2 separate regions of the Gossypium raimondii genome follow, and region 2 is linked to region 1. A link is a contact called in public Hi-C data. All regions are on one chromosome and are shown on one strand. Each heading gives the region's core, a stretch centred on a gene start, on an enhancer-like site or on the middle of the called end of the contact. The rest is flanking DNA. Distances are from core to core; before and after follow the strand shown.

The links. A called contact is a pair of places that touch in the nucleus more often than the background predicts.
Region 2: a contact with region 1 is called in a Hi-C map of leaf, with 2.9 times the contacts expected there. The contact joins the promoter of LOC105783142 here to the promoter of LOC105784317 in region 1. A contact is called at or near these places in 2 of 2 Hi-C or Micro-C datasets (both in leaf).

The regions. Positions count from the first base shown.
Region 1 is chr13:15,076,502-15,079,201 of ASM2569854v1, forward strand. It overlaps LOC105784317, which reads right to left and starts at 1,318. Exons shown (of 5, transcript XM_012610165.2): 1 at 1,144-1,318; 2 at 968-1,040; 3 at 94-145. The coding sequence starts at 1,239.
Region 2 is chr13:15,288,293-15,290,992 of ASM2569854v1, forward strand. It overlaps LOC105783142 (ureide permease 1), which reads left to right and starts at 1,262. Exons shown (of 8, transcript XM_012608388.2): 1 at 1,262-1,495; 2 at 2,132-2,434; 3 at 2,514-2,652. The coding sequence starts at 2,198.

The DNA of each region.
Region 1 (2,700 bases), core at 68-2,567:
AACGATAAGTAAAAATGAAAGAAACAAAAATGAAAGAACAGGATCGAAAGAGGGGATCAGTTCGGAGCAGCAAGAACAAGAGGCAGAACAAACCTTTTCCTCAGGAATTCCATCAGACCATAGAGGACAAAGTGGCGATGCACGCCTGCGGAGAAGCAAATTAGATTCAAAGTTATGCATTAATGTAGATTGTTAAAGACCAAAATGAATCCTAGTTATTTTACCATAAAAATGTGCATTAACTGCTAAATGCACCAAATAATTAACCACATATAAGTTATTTGAACAACTGAAGTAGCTCTAAGGTTTGAAAGCTTAACATTGGCCTATAAACAATATACATGAAGCACCATTTGTTTTTGAAGTTACAATTTACAAGTATATCAACAGTTTCCATCGAAATCAATCATTACAAGCACTGAACTGAACAATTAAGTCAACAATCAAACTAACTTGCGCATACATGATTTACACATGAGGGACTTGAACTTGGAACCTAGAAGTTCCTAATGCCTCAACCTTGCCATTTGGCCAATGTCTCATTGACATGAAAAACACCATTAGGTTCTAAAACTACCAGATCAAATACAGAATCAAGTCAACTACAGAAATAAAAAGCTGACCTTTTTACTGCAATTACCAGCTAAATACATATTCATTAAAGGTTTTTGCTGAAAATATTGCTTAACCATTTTTCACCACAGCAATAAGAAAATTAAAGGAATCAACATTTGAATTGATCACATCACTAGCATGTTAAAAAGTAATTCACAAACTGAATCATAAATACAAATTTCCAATAAAACTTCACAATTAGAATCCAGAAAAAGAAAATTCAATTCATTTTTTTTCCAGATAACTCCTAAGAATCAATATTTAAACTGAAATACAAAAGAACTTCTCCCTATAAAAAAACAATTAACAAATTTTAAAAAAAAAGAAGAAGAAGAAGAAGCGATGAACGTGCCTCGTAATTTGACGGGAGGATAAATTTCAAGTGCTTCCAATAGCCTGAGCTCCAATTCCACCTCCTGTTGCTCCTAATAAATCAACAGATAAATATAAAATTTAAATAAAAATCAACAAAAAAAAAGTGATAACTAATTGCATAAAACGGAGAAAAAACGAAACGGCGAGAGAAACCTTAGGAAGAGAAGAGGCGGAGGACGGCGGAGCTTTGCAAGGAGAATGTACGGAAACGCCATCTTGTTCCTCTTCTTTTTCTCTTCCACCCTCCATCCCCTCTTTAATTACTTTTCTGCAGTCGTAAAAACAAACACCAGTAGGTGAAATTAGTTATACTATCTCAGATTAAACTTCAAAATTTGAACTATTAATATTTTTTCCCCTTTCTTGGGCTGGATCCGAAATATACTTCCCATTCCAAGTTTTGTTTTGTTTGTGCCACGATTGGTACGGCCCATTATTTTGGTAGATTTCATGGGGAAATAAGAGACCTTGGGCTTCCTTACCTCTAAATTTGGAATACCTTAGTAATTCGTCAAAATTTCATCCCAATTACAGCTATATCAATGGTTCCACTAGAATTTCTTTACCTTAAATTTTACTGCTGAATTCTAATTTTGATTATTTGAAATATTTTATTTTTTTATTTAAAAATATTAAAAATTTAATAAATTAACTGAAAATTTTGTATTTAATTAAATAAATACTTGAAGAATAGAAATATATAAAATAAGTTTTAATATTATATTATTGTTAAATATTAAAATAAGATATAAAAATATTTTCATTGAATTTTGTGTTCAAATTATTCTAAATTAAAATTGAACAGTAAAGTTTAATAAAACCAAAATTTAGTGGTAAAATTTAATCAAGTAAAATGGCAACATTCGATGCACAATTAAAGCATGGTAGTAAATTTAATTCATAAATATCAATAAAAATAAAATTACATACTAATCCAATAATCTAGTTTTTTTTAAGTATATTGGAGGAGTTAATTCTTTATATTTTATCGATTTTTTTATGCATCTAAAGGTATGAGATTTCCCCTTTTGGAATTATTGATAAGACTCTCAAAATTAATCAAAAATAGGAACCCTAAAAACCTCACAAGGAGAAACATCATATGATTGTGTGAGTTTAGCATAATTATAATGGTGGAAATATGATGTTTATAACCAATGGCTGAAGAAGAGAAAGAGTGAAAGAAGAAAAGGTCACTATAATAAGGAAAAGTTGGGACCACATGGTTTCATTGTCTCTTCACACTTACAGCTGATTTTCATATATTGCAACATCTAAATTTTATTATAAATTTATGAAGTTTAATTGTTTTTAAAACTTAATGCGCATGAACAAAAGTTGGCTCACAGTAGCACGTTTTTCGTCTCTCTTTGTTTGTTCACAGTAGCAAGTCTTTTGTTCCTTTTGATTTCTTTATTTTTTATGCCACCTTTGCCTTTTGCTATTTTTGCTTTCGAAAATGGAAAAAAAAAAACCTTGCTAAGTTGAGTAAAGAAGAGGTTTGGCAATTTTCTCATGGATTTGAGTTGCAGAAAAAAGGCTTATGAATTCAGTCTTGTTGGATGTTTTATTACGGCAAGTGTGATACATTTTCCTACAATGAGAAACACTTCGACAAATCTCTTGCATTCATTCGGGTAAGTTCAAATTTCAGATTTGGGTGAGAAACGTTTTTTATTCAAACTCTTTCATGCACTTGATATTGATAGA
Region 2 (2,700 bases), core at 12-2,511, 210 kb after region 1:
TCTAATTTATAATTAATATTGAACAATTTGGCAAAATAAAAGTAGGAATATATGAAAATAAATGGAAGCTTATCATAAACACTTCAAAGTATATGTTTTTCTTTTCTTTTATGTTTAAAAACTGTAAAAAAAAGTTAAATATTTTAGCACATAGACAATGTTATATTTTTAAAAATAATTTTATAGATTACTTTTACATATTTCCATAAACACTTTAATAAATTTGAGAGTTAAAACAGTTTATTTTAACATTCTCAATATTTTGAAAATATTTTAAATTAATATGTTTAAAATTTTAAATTAAATTATTCTTTAAAATGTCTTGTACATTGAAATTTTTAACAGAATTTTTAAAAACTTTAACAAACTTATTCAAAACTTTTTGAAATTATTAGAATTTTTACTTAAATGTTTAAAAAGTGATTAAAATATGTTAAAACATCCTACAGTTTTTAATTAAAATGTATAGAAAATTTAAACTTCTTTCAATAAATTAGGTTTTTTTTCTTCCAAAAAGCTAATTTAAATTTAAAATATATATATAAAGTATTTAAAATATTATACAACTAATTATATTTGGAATAAAATTTAAGCAATTTATATATTATTTATATAAACATTATAATTATTTAAAAATAGTAAACTAATTATAAAAATTACAAAATTATAAAATATTATTTTGATTGATACAAGGATACAATATACTGCTTCTTCTACACATTCATGGCTAACCCATAAAGGGAATGCCTAATAATAAGGACTCATAAAAAATCGATAATTTACTCATGAGAAAACCTTTACCACATTAGGCACTAATTTCTTTTTAACGTTTAATTAGATCGGTAATCATTCAAATTGACCGAATTAGTTTAATATATGGGAATTCTCTTTTTTTTCTTTCTTAGCACAAAATTGAAAGATATATATATGATAATTGTTTAATGTATGAAATTTGGTGGTTTCGTTTCTGTTGTTAGTTATTTGTTTTTTATAAAGATTTATTGTATTATTTTTCTACCATTTAATAATTTAAACGTATAAACCAAAAGTACTATTGCAGAGTAATTTTCTGCTTTCTTTTATTCTAGGTGGTGCTTTGATGGGTTTTTTTTTTTCGAAAGTTTTGTTTTTGATTATTTGTTAAGTACACATTCTTATTTCTTTGTTGTTATTTGACAATAATTTTGGATGTTATGCAATTAAATAAAGCCCCATATTGACTTTACAGTAAGTAGCGATAGTCTATGCCTAAGCCAACCAACCATTGAAAATCATTTGCAAGGAGTTAAGGTATCCTTATCAGAGTCTGAATCTAAAGGGAATCTCTTACTGAGGTTTCACATTCCCCTTTTTTTAGTTTACTTGCGGCCTTTCCACCCTTTTAATTTCTATATTCTTCTTTGTCGTTTGTTATTTTCCTTGAATCTGCACGTATCTCAGCTTTGCTTTAGCACAATTCTCTGAGTCACAGTTTCTTGCCATTAAACTGGTTAAGGTAAAAACTTCAAACAATCATATCATTCTGATATCATGTGTATTCATGTGTGGCCTACTGAACTTTTCTGGGTTATTATAGTTTATTTGATAACTAGACTATTGTTGGGACTCTGGGTGGTCTACCTTATTTGGTCACTTATTTTCATACCCTTTTGCTTTTCCCTATGATTTGCATATGGTAAGTGTCTAATTCATAACAAACATGCTGTTCATACTTCAGGAATTTGAGTTGTTGCTGGAATTTTTCTTTGGTTTCTTTGTTCCGTTGACTTTTGATTACCAATTCTGGATCTGTTTTTCCCCACAGAGCATACTCTATTGTTGTTTGTTTATTTGCATATTCCATGTTTTTCTTTTCTGGGAATTATGAAGCTTTATCTTTCTTAAATATGAGCTTTAAACCAATTATTTCTAAGGAGGCCAATCTGGTTTTATAGCAATGTCTTCTCTGTGCATGTGTTTTTGCCTACTCAGATAGAGGCTTCTTTCTTTCACCAATTGCAAGCTTCTTGGAGCCTCACCTATGGTGTTGTAATAGTTTTGGGACATATAGGGCTTAATAGCCAAGAAAATTAACTAAACTTTGCTCAAATGAAAGATTAGATTGGACTCTAAAACTTCTTGTTTATAACAGGATTTTGCAGGCACTGCATCTCTGATATATCTACCAATTGAGAGGATCATTTGTAGTGGTTTGAAAATGTATGTGGTGGAAAGCAAAGGAGGTGCCATTGCCTGTATGCTTCTGGCATTGTTCTTTTTAGGCACATGGCCTGCTATTATGACGCTACTCGAACGTCGAGGTCGTCTTCCTCAACATACTTACCTTGATTATACAATGACAAACCTCTTGGCTGCTGTTATTATTGCTTTAACATTTGGTGAAATTGGCAGCAGCACTCCTGAGAAACCCAATTTTATTGCTCAACTATCTCAGGTTAGTCCCCTCCATTTTCATGGTGGAATTGAGACTCTGAATGTAGACTATCGCAGTCTTTTAATGGTGATTGATGCAGGATAACTGGCCTTCCATTTTGTTTGCGATGGCCGGCGGGGTGGTTCTCAGCCTTGGGAATTTGTCTACACAGTATGCATGGGCTTTTGTTGGTCTATCAGTGACAGAAGTGATCACTGCAAGCATTACAGTTGTTATAGGTCCGCGTTTCAGTCCGTGCATAAACGGAACTTGATCTTCGAATTTCT